Regions from separate parts of the Sus scrofa genome. Here all the other regions are linked to region 2. Evidence: chromatin contacts called from public HiChIP or PLAC-seq and promoter capture Hi-C data. All regions are on one chromosome and are shown on one strand. The core of a region is the stretch at or near the end of the contact, and the rest is flanking DNA. Distances in the headings are between cores, read along the strand shown. Region 1 holds the start of MDK (midkine (neurite growth-promoting factor 2)). Region 2 holds the start of ARHGAP1 (rho GTPase-activating protein 1). Region 3 holds the start of ACP2 (acid phosphatase 2, lysosomal).

Evidence for each region. Promoter capture Hi-C pulls out the DNA fragments that hold promoters and counts their contacts. HiChIP or PLAC-seq counts read pairs in DNA pulled down with a chosen protein or histone mark.
Region 1: a contact with region 2 is called in an H3K27ac HiChIP or PLAC-seq map of alveolar macrophages. The contact joins the promoter of MDK here to the promoter of ARHGAP1 in region 2. A contact is called at or near these places in 1 of 5 promoter capture datasets (fetal liver) and 2 of 2 datasets of contacts at active chromatin or transcription factors (alveolar macrophages and skeletal muscle).
Region 3: a promoter capture Hi-C map of liver shows a contact between it and region 2, with 3 times the contacts expected there. The contact joins the promoter of ACP2 here to the promoter of ARHGAP1 in region 2. A contact is called at or near these places in 1 of 5 promoter capture datasets (liver) and 1 of 2 datasets of contacts at active chromatin or transcription factors (skeletal muscle).

Annotation. Positions count from the first base shown.
Region 1 is chr2:16,130,680-16,135,625 of Sscrofa11.1, forward strand. It overlaps MDK (midkine (neurite growth-promoting factor 2)), which reads right to left and starts at 2,184. Exons shown (of 5, transcript NM_001195352.1): 1 at 2,124-2,184; 2 at 1,757-1,833; 3 at 1,471-1,638; 4 at 1,195-1,356; 5 at 130-468. The coding sequence starts at 1,832. The coding sequence ends at 443. DGKZ (diacylglycerol kinase zeta) reads right to left here. Exons shown (of 31, transcript XM_021085253.1): 28 at 4,872-4,946; 29 at 4,760-4,793; 30 at 4,436-4,535; 31 at 3,367-4,178. The coding sequence ends at 4,062. CHRM4 (muscarinic acetylcholine receptor M4) reads left to right here. Exons shown (of 2, transcript XM_003122828.5): 2 at 1-401.
Region 2 is chr2:15,832,580-15,837,400 of Sscrofa11.1, forward strand. ARHGAP1 (rho GTPase-activating protein 1) reads left to right here and starts at 1,706. Exons shown (of 13, transcript XM_003122825.5): 1 at 1,706-2,164. It overlaps ZNF408 (zinc finger protein 408), which reads right to left and starts at 1,970. Exons shown (of 5, transcript XM_003122824.6): 1 at 1,611-1,970; 2 at 1,028-1,305; 3 at 23-84. The coding sequence starts at 1,728.
Region 3 is chr2:15,331,573-15,336,619 of Sscrofa11.1, forward strand. It overlaps ACP2 (acid phosphatase 2, lysosomal), which reads left to right and starts at 2,443. Exons shown (of 11, transcript NM_001244740.1): 1 at 2,443-2,582; 2 at 3,199-3,294; 3 at 3,606-3,692; 4 at 4,554-4,706; 5 at 4,815-4,913; 6 at 4,994-5,047. The coding sequence starts at 2,469. It overlaps NR1H3 (nuclear receptor subfamily 1 group H member 3), which reads right to left. Exons shown (of 10, transcript NM_001101814.1): 1 at 5,036-5,047.

The DNA of each region.
Region 1 (4,946 bases), core at 934-3,433, 300 kb after region 2:
GCCAAGCCCTCAACCTCCCAAAAGCCACCATTCCCTCCAGTCCTCTTTCTTCCACTCTCCCACCTCCAACAAATGACCATAGCAAACTCTCTGGGAAGGGGCTTTTATATATTAAAAGAAAAGCTTTTATTGGGAAAAAAAATGATAGTTTATTTTGTTTCTTAGTAATGGCATCATTGAGGGGAAGGAGCACAGCGGGCCCAGGGGGGAATCAAATCCCTTTAGGGGAGGAGGCTCAAGCTGCCCAGAATCCCTTGTCCCTCCCCACTCCGGGCACTTGCGGGTGGGGGTGGGAGCATGAAAGGGAGGAAGCGGGGCATGATTGATAAAGCTAACGAGTAGGCAAAAGGCACTGGTGGGTTATTTCTTGGGCCTGTGGAAGGAGGGCGTGGGCCAGGCCCCCGAGTAAAGCCAGGGGCTCCTTGGCATCCAGGCCTGGCTGCTAATCTTTTCCCTTCCCTTTCTTGGCTGTAAAACAAGAAAAAACACAACAAGACAAAAAAACAAAAAGCAAACAAAAAAACACCGCATTAGTGGGGTTTGGGCGACCCAGTGGAGAGGCCCCCCCCACCTCCACCCCTGACACACACAGATCTGAGAGAAGAAAATTCTGCCCCCTGGTGGTTCTCTATCAGCTGGTCTGGAAACTGGCAAGATAGGGCAGCCATTATGATGCTGGACAGTCCTCAGTCCCCCAACTTTGACTTTCACTTGGGATCAGAAAAACTTAAAAGTTCCCGGTCCCTGTCCTGGTCCTAGCAGCCCTGGACAATAGCCTTGCCCCCTCACCTGAGAAGTGGGCAGATCCACCTCTACCCTGTTGGCCTCCAGGGCTGCTGTGAGTCAGAAATGAAGCTAAGGGAGGGAGGAAATATGGACTGTGAAGTCCTTCCAACATAGCAACTGCCCCCTCCTGCTGGAGACACGGCAAAGCTAAGCCCTTCCAGGTCCACTTCCCTGAATCCGAGGCCAAACGCTCCAACAGAACAGCTCTGTCCTTCCTGGAGCCAAGACTTCAATCTCCTGAGCACCTTCTGCAAGGCCCTCAGGACCACTTATCTGCGGTCTCTGTCTACAGGGAGCCCCAGGGCAAACACATCAAGACGTCGCTGGTCAGAATGCAGAACGTCAGGCTTCATCATTCCCTTTACAGGTGGGGCAACTCCCTGCGACGACTGCACCCCCTTCACTAACCTTTGGCCTTGGCTTTGGTCTTGGGGGTGCAGGGCTTGGTCACACGGATGGTCTCCTGGCACTGAGCATTGTACCGAGCCTTCTTCAGGGTGCCTTGGCGGGCTTTGGTGCCTGTGCCCCCATCACATGCCCCCCAGCTCTCAAACTTGTACTTGCAGTCAGCTGGCGGGAGAGTGCGGGGGGCGGGGGTCAGAGCTGGGCCGCCAGCCGCCCTCGCCACCGGTTTGCCCAGGCAACCCCCACCCCTGCCTACCCTCCGCCTGCGCCCCACCTCACCTCCAAACTCCTTCTTCCAGTTACAGGGCACTCGGCACCGGACGCGCTGCGTCTGGGCCCCGCAGGTGCCCTCGCGGAAACCCACTCCGCAGTCCTTGCTGCTGGGGGTGCAGGGCCCCCAGGTCCACTCGGCACACTCGCTCCCCGGGCCGCCCTTCTTCACTTTGTCTACAACGCACGGGGAACAGAACTCAGGACCCGGGCCAGGAGAGACTCTCGCAGAGACCCCCTCCTGGGGTCGCGGCCGCACCTCGACCCTCCTTCAATCCCTCAACCCCTGTATCACCTTTCTTTTTGGCCACCGCGTCGGTGAGCGCTAGCAGGGCGAAGAGGGCGAGGAGGAGGAAGCCTCGGCGCTGCATCCTGGGGGGAGAGCACGGGTCAGGGTCCCCGTCCGGGGCTGCAGGCGTGGACCTCCCACCTCCTTTCCCCAGTTTCCAGGCCCAAGGGGTCGGGCTGGTACGGCGGCGGCGGCGGACTCAGGGGCGCTGGCCCCTAGCCGCCCGCCGGGGCGCACGGAGGGAGGCGTCTCCCCCGGGGGCCGTCTGCAGCCCGGGACGCAGCTCAGACCCCCACCCCGCGTCCAGCCCTCAGGTCGGCTGCGGCCGAGGGGCCGAGGCCGCCGTGCGCCCTCCGGGGCCCCGCGCACTCACTCGCTCTCTGCCGGCGCTGCTTCGCTCCCTCCCGCGCCGGGCCCGTCCCGCTCCGGCCGCCGCGGCCCCTTTTGTCTCCAGAACCGGTCTGAGCCGGTCACATGGGCCCCCGCCCCCTCCCCCCCCCACCGAGGAAGGTCCCGCCCCCTCCCCTCAAACCCGCGCCGCCCCCGACCCCGCGGTCCCCGCCTTCGCTCCCGCCCCGCGCCCCCAGCCTCTACCCCAGCTTCCCGCCAGTCGGCCCCACACCCTCCATCCCCAGACGCCCAGCTCTCCCGGCCCCGGGCTTCCGTCCGGTCCTGGCACGCCCTGTCCCTGGCCCCCAACCACGGGCTCCGTGGGTCCTGGGCTCCTGCTTGCCGTCCCCTCTCCCCGCTGGCCGCCAGCTTCCCTCCACGGCCACGAAGCCTTAGGTGGCCACCTGGAGGGAGCACGGAGCCCCGGGTGTGTCACAGGTCTCGGCGCGGGGCCCGCTGGGAGCCTGTGTGCGGCTCCGGCCCCCGAGGCCCGGGTGCAGCATTTAACCCCGTCGAGGCCCTGCTCCATCTCCCAGGGCCCCTTAGACGCTGGGGAAGAAGTGCCAGCCCGCGCCTCGAATGCTTCACTAAGGGTGCGGGGAGATGCTCTGCTCGATGTCGGGGGCGCTGGGCCCGGGAACCCCGGGGAAGCGCACGGGTCGCGGGTGCCGAGGCCCTCCGCCTTTCTCCAAGCGCAGGTTGGAGGGGTCGGGGGCTGGGGAGTTGAGGGAGGAGGAGCGCGCAGACCTGGATTTGGAGCTGACAAGAGCCGTCTGAGAAAAGTTCCAGACCCGGCCCGGCAGCAGCTGCAAATGCCCAGCCCTTCTGACCCAGGGGCCTCGGGGACCACCTCATCCGATCCCCTAAACAGCGAACGCAGCTTAGGTCGGGGGGTTGGGGGGGGCTTGCCCAAGGCCACTGGGCCGAGGGGCCCCAGAAGCCAGGCCTCGCCCCGCTCTACCTCTTTCACTTTCATTGTTACCGTCCCAGCGGGAAGCGGGAAGCAGGAGGAAATCGGCTCCTCCCCCAGCCGCGACGAGCGCGGCAGCCAGGCCGAGGTCAGGTCCCGGGCAGCCCCTAGGACCCCACACCAAAGGGGCACCGGGACCCCCTGAAGCGAGTCTGGGTCTGGGTCTGCGGTGTTCGGGTCCCCAGCCTGAGGGGAACCCGGCACACCCCCCTGCTTCTGGAGGAAGATCTCCCCCGCAAAAAAAAAGAAAAGCAGAAAGGAAAAAAAATCCATTTTACTGAGTCACACCCAGCTGTAAACATGTCACCGTGAGAGCCCCACCCCACCCCCGGGCCACACAGTCGGAGGTGAAATGACCGGGTAGAGAGGAGGGTCACGGGGTAGGTGCTAAGCAGGGCAGGCAGCCGCAGGCAGATGCAGCAGGCTCCTTGTTTCCAGGAGGAGGCCGGCGGGAGGGTTGGGATCAGGGCAGGAGACCAGGCCCAAGCTCCCAGGAGCCTGAGTGGGGGTCCCAGAGGCCTGGGAATCTTCAGAAGCCTTTTCCTGAAGGCCCCCTGATAGGGCCTCGAGCCCCTCTGCCCTCTTTCTCCCCCTAAACGCCAGGGCAGCCCCTGCAGTGAGGGTGAGGGCTGCCCCCGTCCCCCCAAAGGCCTGCCCAGCCCAGCCCAGCCCAGTCTCCTGTTTCCCCGTTGAACCTCTGAGTTATGCTGGAGCCTCAGCGCAATGGGTGAGACCGCCCCCCCACCCCAGCTTCTCAGAGTCCAGCCCTGATCTGGGCAGCTCCTCAGGGGGGCAGCACGGGGCTCGGCCCTGGGGCCTGGGTCCCTCGGGCCTGGGTCCCTCTGCGACTTCCGACTGGAATGTGGCAGTGAGGTGGGTGAGGAGGGGCTCATCCTTCTGCCGCCCGACCCAGTCCTTGTCCCTGCTGCTGCTCTGGCCTTGGCCTCACAGCTACACAGCCGTCTCCTGGTCCTCCCTCTGGATCATCTGGTAGTGCTGCCGGTTCTCCAAGTATGCGGCCAGTTCCGTGTCCTGAGCCTTCTCAGCCCGCTGCCGGGGCGTGTCACCCTGGAGGAGGGGGATGCTGCCATCAGCTCAGGGACCTGTCTCCCCTCCCAGCTTAGAAGGCAGGGGCTCCCTATTCCTGGGGCTCGGCGGAGGCCCCACCTCGCTGGCTCAGGGTCTCAGGGTCTGGACCGTGAGGCTGTAGGACAGCTCTGCATCTTCAGAGGCAGCTCTCCCCCAGGCCCCCTCGCTAGCACGGAGCTGGGGAAAGGGCGGCTTGGTGCTCGGTGGATTCCCTGCCCCCCTGCTGGTCTGCTCACCTGCTGGTCTGTCTTCATGAGAGAGGCCCCAGCCTCCACGATGTAGTGGCAGATGGTGCGCTGGCCCAGGGCCGCGGCCTGGTGCAGACAGGTCTCTCCACTGGGGGAAGAGAACAGGCTGTAAACCCCATCCACTGTTGCGGGCCCTCCTGCCCCTGAGGGCCATCAGAAAAGGCAGGAATTTCAGGGTCCTGTGGTGGGGGGCGGGGGGCAGAGGACGGAAATGGCCGGGAAGGGTTTATGGGCTCTGACAGAACCACGTAGGAGGGGCCGATGAAGGTGGTTTCCAAGGTAACCAGGGTTCTGCCCTGCCCGAATACTCACTTTTCCTCCACAGCATCAAGGATCTCTGCGGGGGCTGCAGAGGAGGGAGGGGGAGGTCAGAGAGGCGGGGTGGCCTCTCCCTCCCCCCTGGGGCCCCAGTGGCACCGCTCACCATGGTCCAGCAGGTAGCGAACCACCTCCTTGCTGCCCGTGCTGACAGCATGGTGCAGAAGCGTGCGGCTCCGCT
Region 2 (4,821 bases), core at 456-2,955:
AACATACTCTGTTGTAACTTACCTCATCCAGCCTGAACTCTGCTCACAAGCACACACATCTCCCCATGGGTCTAGTGACACGTCCTGAAATAAACCAATAAAAGTCCTTCTCTCATGTGTTTGAGGGCAAAACAAACAAAACCTGATATAAGGAGTTTCCATTGTGGCTCAGCAGGTTAAGGACCCAACATTGTCTCTGAAAGATGAGGATTCGGTCCCTGGCCTTGCTCAGTGGTTTAAGGATCCAGCGTTGCGGTAATCTGCTGCGTAGTTTGCAGATGGGACTTGGATCCAGGGCTGCCATTGCTGTGGCTGTATCATAGGCCCCAGCTCCATCTCAGATTCAACCCCTGGCCTGGGAACTTCCATTTGCTACAGGTGTGGCCGTAAAAGAAAAAAAAAAAAAAAACACCTGATGAAATTGCTCCCAACACAGACCTAAGATGAAGCCCCCTGGAAGGTTAATGGTCTCTGGTTCTGCCTCTCTGTAGACTGCACTGTCTGAATTTTCCTTCAGTAAAGGCCAAAAAAAAAAAAATTGTCCCCACACCTCCCTCCCAAAGTGTGAAAAATTACTGAATTGAACATATTACTTCCTTTCAATGAGTACCAAACAGAAGTAAGAGGTACCTCAAATTTAAAATTTTTTCAGGAGTTATGCAATGAAATCTTTTACCTGTGCTGTTTCACCTTTCCCTCCAAATAATCCTGGAGGATTAAAATAAAGAGCCATTCCTTTATTTTACATGCCATCTGACCAGCTAAGTGACAAAGCTGAGATTTGATCCCAGGGGCTTTTTAATTCCCAAAACCTTTGTTCTTGACTTTTGTAACTGCTAACACTCTACTAATTCAGCTTTTAACAATTTTTTGCACCTCTTAATTACTGCAAGGAAGGAGAAAAGACAGTCCTGGACAGAAGGGGGCCAAACCATCTCCTATCCCTTTAAATACTCTGCATCTTCTAACAAGAAATGTCTGAACTAAATTTTCAATCATGGAAGGGAGATGCCCGATCCCTTAATACCTCTTTTTGCTCTCTTTCCGCTGCATCACCCTTCTGCTTAGAGACAGACTCCTCTTCCAGTGGTCCCCAGAGCAGTCCCGGCTGCAAGGGTTCCCCGACACACCAGACCCCCAAGCGCTGTTCCTCGGTCAGTGAGGGACCTAGGGCCAAGCCCCGGGGGAGGCTCTTTAGAGCGAGGATGGCTCGGGTCGGTCTGGCTGGGAAATCTTTGGGTCCCTGTGCACAGCCTTCTCCGGAAGGGCTCCATCCTGAGTCCGGGTCCAGGCGTGGGCCGGGGACTGCAGCGAGAGAGGAAGACAGTGAAGAAGTGAGGAAGCCGCCCAAGAGGTAGTGGGGTGGGGAAAGATGAGGGAGAAAACCCTAGGTCCAGCTAGGCCTCAAGAGTCTGAGAGATATATAAAGACTCTAAGGGGCCCCGAAAAGACCTGAGGGACTTCGAGGGCTCTTAAAAGAAGCCCCCGAGATTTTGAGGGCACCGGAGGAGGATGCCAGGCTCGGGAGGAAAAGGGTCGGGGGATAAGAGTTGACCAGAGAACGTCAGGAATATCTGAGCCGAGGGTCGGAGACACCGCAGGCCGCTCACCGAACTGCAGTCTTCCCTTCGCCGAGAGAAGCTCCTCCGCCTCCTCCATCCCGGATCGAAAAGCCTCCCTCCGCCGGAAGTGAGTGTCACCTTCTAGGCTCCTCCCGGAAACAGTCATTGACACCCAAATTTCCTCTCGGGAACGAATCGTAAGAGTCAGCCTTAACTGGTGCACAAGACCAGGAGTTTGGGAATTCTGGTGAGGCGAATCTCTGTCCGAGAAGAATACGAGCTAAGGATTCCGGAGGTCCACCAGAGATTCGAGTACCCGGAACATCGGAACTAACTGTTCCAGGGCCTCCTTTTGGGAGGGACGAATCGGACGGTTCTACTCCACCGCAGCCAAGGAGGCACGTGAGCAGCACGTACAGGAAGTGGGCGGGGATCCTGGAAAGGCCATGTTTGGACCGGGCAGCGGGTCGGAAGTGGGTTGGAGGTGTGGCGGAAGTGGTTGGGAGTGAAGAGACAGGGAGGGGGCGGTTCCCGTTCCACCTCGGAGCCGGATGTTTGCCGATCTTTGACAGGCGTGGCAGAGGGAGCGGTACCCGACCACGGTGAGCTGCGGGGTGCAAGTTCTGCCTGGGAGGTTGGGGGCGGGGCGGGAAGGAAAAGGACTGGCCAGGTCATTTGAAGGGATGGGGTCCGGATGGGGAGCATCCAAGCGGATCCGAGGAAGGGAGCAGGGGTGGAATGGGGCCTGGGAACCTGGCCTTCCCGCTGCCGGGATTCTGCCCCACTCGCGGGTCTGCAGCGAGAGGACTTTGCTTCTTTTGCTGGCTTCTTCCTGGCCTCTCGCTCGCTGTCATCGAGTAAACTCATGGGAAGGGGAAGTCTCCCTCGTCCGATCTGGGGAAGTGCTAAAACAAGAAATTCGGGCGAAGTGTTCCACCTTGCTACTTATTAGGCCACGCTTTCATGTCTCTTTCTTAACCTGTGAGACAGGATTGTAGCACCCAATCCGGTTTTTGTGAACCATGAGGCTTTATGCAAACGTGATTGTAGTTGAAAGGCTTGCTTTGTATTGTGGGGTTTGCATTTTTGCAATTCTGGAGCCCTAACTAGGAGGCCTATCACAATTCCAGAGAATATGATTTCAAGTTATTTCAGTTCTCCTTGGAGGAGTTTAGAGAAGCTTTACTTTGCCCTTTTGTAGAACTTTGAGAATCATATGAATGACAGTCACTTAAGAGAAGTATTGAAGGATTGACCTGCACAAAGAGACCACCTTAGATAGACATGGATTAAAATCTTGACTTTACTGTATGACTCTTATTTTTTCTGGTCTTCACATTTCTGGAACTGTACTTCTCTGGTGCTGATGTGAAAAGATAATTTGTATCCAGTTCATCGTGGTTGCTTCCCTTTTCCTCTTAGGATACAAATTGATTCCTTCAGTAATTCAGCAAATGACTGAGCATCTACTCTGTGCCAGATGTAATTTTGAGTAGGTCAAGGCTGTTTGTTTGTTTTTAATGGTCACACCCGCAGCACATGGAAGTTCCATGGGCCAGGGATTGAATCCCAGCAGTAGCTGACCTGTGCTGTGGCAACACCAGATCCTTGAACCAACTGCTCCCACCCGGGATAGAACTTCACAGCGATCCAAACCCCTGCAGTGAGGTTCTTAACCCACTGCGCCACAGTGGGAACTCCAGGTCAGGGATTCTTAAACAGTGATTCTAAGAGGGTCTGTGAACCCCTTAAAATTTCATGCAAGATTTCATGAGTATGCTGATTTTTGGGGAATGAGTCCAGACAGTTCATCAGAATTCCAGAGAACTCCAGGACTTCCCAAAGGTAAAACCTCTGCCTAAAGTGAGTCTTGAAGGATTTAGGAAAGGTACATATTTTATCTCCTGAGAAGAGAAACGTTAATTTGAGAGTAAGACATATTTTGCAGAGTGAAGCAGGACTGTGACAGGAGTCTTAGGCAGCCAGGATACTTCATTTCCGTGACTCTATGTTAGAAGTTCCCTGCACTAGCTTCTCTCCCCCTTCCCACTGAATGGGAGCTCAGCTTCTGGCCTCACAAGGGGCAACAGCTGTGGGCTGGAGGGTAGTGAGAGAGGCCAGGCTGGCTGGGAGGTGGAAGCAACTGTGATTAGTTATGCTGGAAAAGGAGCGTATAGGGTGGGGGAGGGGTCAGTTCTGGAAGAACTAACAAAATAGAAGAGTTACTGGAAGAGGTGGAGTTCAAGTTTGTCTCCCTTTTAGAGTGTCCCTCTCCCTCCCTCACACATACTTTAGCTCCCAGCTGTCCCTTCTAATCCTGTTGTTCCCTTCAGCACAAGTATTTTAGAATGCTGGAGAATTATATTTCTGGGAGGAGTCTTCACTTCTATAGATGAGATAGATGAGGAAATTTAAGCCTAGATAGGAAAAGGACTGCCCAGCATCTTTGCAAATCAGTCAGGACTATAATCCAGTTCTCCGTGTATCTCATTCCCTGCCTTTTTTTTTTTTTCTTTTTTCTATTTTTTTGTCACTTCATCAAGCACCCACTGTGTGCAAAAAGACTTCTGGAATAGTTGTGGGCAAGGCTGAAGGAGCTTTTGGTGTCTGGGCAGTAACTGAACAGAAGGGATGGAGAGAAGGCTCAGGTCCAGAGAGGGTTACTGAATTTGTGCCTGTCACCCAGCTGGGGGTCCCTTTGGGGGAGCCTTCACAGCCTCCCGGTTAAATGTGGGGAGGAGCTTATGGCTGAATCAGGCGTGGATTCCTCTAGACTGAAGGTTGCTTCAGGTGTGGCTCAGCTGTGAGGATGCAGGTTCGATCCCTGATCTCACTCAGTGGGTTAAGGATCCAGCATTGTCATGAGCTGTGGTGTAGGTCGCAGACATTGCTCGGATCCTGCGTTGCTGTGGCTGTGGGTAGACTGGTGGCTACAGCTCCCATTCAACCCCCTAGCCTAGGAACTTCCATATGCTGCAGGTGCGGCTCTAAAAAAAAAAAGAAACAGAATGGGGAGCTAGGGTGAGGGGACATATAGCAGCACTCACTGAGAGAGAGAAATGCATTCCCAAACAGGAGAGGGACATGTTCATGTTTGGGGAAGGAACTTGTGTTTTGGTGGTAAGCAGTGAATAAGTGTAGCAGATAAGGCCACAGGGAGGAAGAGGAAGAAAAAGAAATTGTTGTTTTTGGCTGTTTGGCCTGCTCAGTTTTGGCTCAGGAGCTTGAAACAGCTTTTGCCACTGAATCAGTGTGGTTG
Region 3 (5,047 bases), core at 1,193-3,692, 500 kb before region 2:
CATGTGGAAGCTCCTGGGCAGGGACTGAAACTGCACCCCAACATCAACCTGGGCTGCTGCAGTGATAACACCAGAGCCTTGACCTGTTGTGCAAGGGAACTCCCTACATGTCTATTATTTTTGCATCTGTAGTTGAGAGAACTAAGGTGTGGGGACCACAGGGTGTAATCCTCACCCTTACTGGGTTTATTTCTCACTACAAAAATGAAAATAATATCTTCTCCATCAATCCCTCCTACATGGGATACTTGCAGGCACAAAGAATACAGAAATACTTGAGTGAGTGGGAAGAAAAACAAAAGATAAATTTGAGGGATTTTTGTTCTACTTGCCAAAATTTAGTAAGCCAGGGACTTATATTCTGAAATCACAATGGTCTGGCTAGTTTGCAAGGAGAGTAAGGGGCTTATTAAAACAAAACACTCAAAACTCCCACTAATATGCAGAAACCTGCCAATTAGCCATGTCCCATTCAATCTCACTAATATGAAAAGGTTTCCTTTGCTAGAAATCTCTTTATTAAAAGTATTTGGGGGCCACTGAACATAGTTTAGCAATGCACTCTGAGTAGCCTGTGAAAAACAGCCCATTATAAGGATTATTTGACTGGAAATCAGAAAACTTAATCAATACTCCTATATTGTGAGACCTTAGACAAGTCACTTCCTCTCTTTGGGCCTGTTTTCTTACCTGTGAAGTAAGAGGACTAGGTTAAATCAAGGATTCAGAGCTGCTCATTTATAAAGCCTAGACATGATCTTCCAGGGAAGACCTTGATCCTCTAGAGAATGACCTCTGGGGATTATATGCAAAATTACATTTGTGTGTGTTCATACATGTGGATATTTTTCTGTAGTGGAGACTAAATTTTCATCTGATTTCATAAAGGGGCTTGCGACTAAATAAGAACGCCAAGAACTATTTGATTACCCAGCCTACAGCTCTCACTTTCTATTCACTCCTCCATAACAATTCTGGAAGCAAAGTTTAGATTCTGAGGTATATATGAATAATTCAATTTGGAGTCCTACAGCAAGATAATGACACATATGCCCACTAGGTTCTGATCAGGTTTTATTTCTCAATGAGGTGATTTGCTACTAGGGAGCAGATTTTTTTTTTTTTTTTTTTGGTTTTTAGTGCCACACCGGCAGCACATGGAGGTTCCCAGGCTAGGGGTCTAATTGGAGGTGTAGCCACCGGCCTACACCTGAGCCACAGCAACGCGGGATCCGAGCCACGTCTGCAACCTACACCACAGCTCACGGCAACGCCAGATCGTCAACCCACTGAGCAAGGGCAGGGACCGAACCCACAACCTCATGGTTCCTAGTCGGATTCGTTAACTACTGCGCCACGACGGGAACTCCAGCAATACCAGATTCTTAATCCACTGAAGCAAGCCAGGGATCAAACCCGCAACCTCATGGTTCCTTGTCAGATTCTTTTCCACTGCACCATGATGGGAACTCCTAGGGGTCAGATCTTAATCAAAGCATCCCAAGGGCCTATGATCTAACCTCTCTGAGCTCTGAGTCATTCCAAGCTCACAGTCACAAAGCCCTGAAGCCAAATTGGCTATATCTGTATCCTAACGTTCAGGGCCTCTTAAGAGGGCCTCTGGTTCTGCAGAAATCCCATCTAATCCCACTTTATGATATGCTCCTTCTCCTTACTCCTAAGTTATCTCCCCACTGGTCAGAAATTCCTCCCCTAGAGATTCACTGCTTTGGTTTTGCAAAATCTGAACATCCTGTGCAACCCAACCCCTTTGAGAAGAGGCCTGACATCTTGATCCCTATTAACTAAAACTTAGAAGTGGCCCGGTGAGAGGGCAGGGAAAGGACTGGAAGGGGAAGTGAGAGGGCTCCTGAAGCTGCGCTCAGGCAATGAGCAGCTGGCTAGACTGGGACCAACCTCAGGGACAGAGAGTCCAAAGGGTTGTTTACACTCTGTGCCCTCACCTCAAACAAAACTTCCGGGGAGGAGAGCCAGGGCCAAGGCTCAAATTCCAGCCGCAGACAGAGGTGTGAGAGAGGAACCCTATACCACTCCTAGCCCCAATGCTGCATCCGCTCCGGCTCCGAGTCAGCCCGCCGGCACCTCGACCCGAGGGGGCGCTCGTTCTCCCGGCCACGGTCCGGCCCAATACAAGAGCGACCTTGGTACCGGGTCTCCGCGGCCTGAAGCAAACCCGAGCTCAGGGTTCTCTTTACCAAGCCGAGGTCTTCAAGGCCTTTTTGCAGCCCAAGGTCGCGCTACACGCCCAAGCTCCTCCGCCACGCCGGGATTGCCAACCTCCTACACGAATTTCCCTCCCAGATTCCTCCGCCCACTATCCCGCTTCTCCTTTAGCAAGATGGCGGCGAGCGTACTTCCGGCGTGTGTCCTTAAGGGTGCGTCCGGGCGGCTGCCGCAAGTATCACCCAGGGGGTTCCAGCCCTTCTGCTGTCTAGACTGCAGCGGTGATGGCGGGCAGACAGTTTGGCTGGAGGCAGCCGGCTCTACTCCAGCTCCTTCTTGGTGTGAACCTGATGGTGATGCCACCTATCCAGGCCCGGAGTCTGCGCTTCGTTACCTTGGTATTGAGAGACGGGTCACCTGAGGGCTCGCCAGCGCTAGGAGGACTCAGGCCGGCTGGTGGAGGGAGGGGCGGGGCTTTGCTGGGGTCTGGGGTCTGGAGGAGGAGGAGGAAGAGGAGGAGAAGCTGGTTTAGGAAGAGACGTTTGGCCTGCCGGGTTGGGGGCCTGGGTTCGGAATTTTTGCGAAGCCCTAGGGTATTTGGTGGCGGGGGAGGCAAGGTGTAAGGGGATAGGTCGGGTGAGTCTGGTCTGGGACAGGGATGTAGTCGAACAGTTAAGAGACTCACGAACAGTTAAGAGACTCACGTCTAAAGGAGCCTTTGGCGATCCCCACCCCCTCACTGTTTCCCCCACCGTCTGCATTGCTTTGATTTCTTTTCCTTTCCCACCTGTCTTTGGTTTTCCCAAGATCTCCAGTGGCATTGCTTAGCCGAGTTAGAATCCCTGGAACCTGGAAGAGGTTACTGACTTCTGAGTTGGGGTTCTTTTGCAGTTGGTGGAGTTAAGGCATCCCAGAGGGAGTGACGCTTCCCTCTCAGCATGGGGCAGACCTGGGCTCTGTGTCTCCGTCAAGGAGACCCTTGTGACCTGTAGGGTAACCATTTTCTTTCCTCAGCTGTACCGACATGGAGACCGCTCGCCAGTAAAGACATATCCCAAGGACCCCTATCAAGAAGACAAATGGCCCCAGGGCTTTGGTCAGCTAACCAAGGTGGGTCAGAAGCCAGCTCTCCTTCAGGATGAGCTGTAGCATGAATGACCTCAAGCAGGCTTATAGGACTTGGGGCTTCACCGAATTCCTTTTTGCCATGTGCCTGCTGACTTTAATCACATTTCTTAACCTGTGCCAATTAAAATGGGCCTACACAGTGCACAATCGGCTGCTTAATAAATGACTTCAGGGATCAGATGAACCCACTCCTACTTCCAGCCAAGAACTTGGAAAGCAACAGTGGCCCAGCCCTGGTGGGGGGTGAGCCATCCCTCCCCTCTGGGCCTCTGAATCCTTGGGTTTGCCTACAGGAGGGGATGCTACAGCACTGGGAGCTGGGCCGGGCTCTGCGACAGCGATACCTTGGCTTTCTGAACACCTCCTACCACCGGCAAGAGGTAAGGCTGTGATCTTGACAGGTAAGGAAAACGGGGCCTGCTGTTCTCACCCTCTGCCCTCAGGAGACTAAGGGTGAGGCTGGGCACGCTCGCCTCCCTCCAGGCATTTCTGGTTACAGCTACAGGACAAGACACCCAAGGGGTGTCTGGAACAAAACCCCAGAGGCTGAGTTGCTCCTGCTTGGCTTGGGAATTGGCAAAACGGATCAAGCATCCAAGCTCAGATTTAAGGGTCTAGCAAAGTAGTTTCTGACTCTGAAATAGCTCAAGCTTTCAAGACATTTTTGGAGTACCTGTTATGGGCCAGGCACTATGCTAGCACTGCATATAATGGTGTGCCATACAAACTTGATCTTTGTCTCTAGATGTTGTATTGTCTCCTTGAGGGCCAGCTCTTGCCTGATCTTGCCCTTCCTTACAGCTTCTTCCTCTCTCTTCACAAATAATTATTTCTGTTCCATATCTTATTTCCTCTCCTGGTCTCTAAGCCAGTTATAAAAGGGGAGATAGTTTCTGCCCTCAAGGACCTGGGCCTAGATAGGGTGACAGGTGGTGTAATAAAACCAGGCACACAGACGGACCCAAGAGCCTTGTTAACTAAGCACTTTGGACTGGGAGGGGCATCTGACCTAAAGCCATTCTCACAGGAGTTTTTCACAGACTGGGGACAGCAAACCCCCCAGCTGCATTTTGGGCCCTGGCTGTAAAGAGGGATGGGGAAAGCCAGAGGGGGGAGAGGGCCAGATGCACGGAGGATTTCATTTGGTAGGTGTCCACCAAGAACCGGTCCTCCCCTGGGACCCCATGGAGGGGCCAGAGCTCCCCCACCCACTCGTGAGACTCGTGTTGTCATCTCTGCAGGTTTATGTTCGAAGCACAGACTTTGACCGGACTCTCATGAGTGCTGAGGCCAACTTGGCTGGACTCTTCCCCCCTAATGGGATGCAGCGCTTTAATCCAAACATCTCTTGGCAGCCTATTCCTGTCCATACTGTGCCTGTTACCGAGGACAGAGTAAGACTGGCCAGCCCTTCCCTGGAGGCGGTGAGGGGGGCAGCTCTGGCCATTGGGCTGCTGATCCCCGACTCTTTCTCTGCCTCTGCTTCCCCCTTTGGTCTGCAGCTGCTGAAGTTCCCGTTGGGCCCATGTCCCCGTTTTGAGCAGCTGCAGAACGAGACCCGGCGGACACCAGAGTATCAGAATGAGAGTATTCAGAATGCAGTGAGTGGGGCCGAGGTGGAGGTCACCACACATTGTCCTTTCCCCCAGGGCAGGACTGATCCCTGATCCCTTTCTCATAGCAATTTCTGGAAATGGTGGCCAACGAGACAGGGCTTACGGACCTGACACTGGAG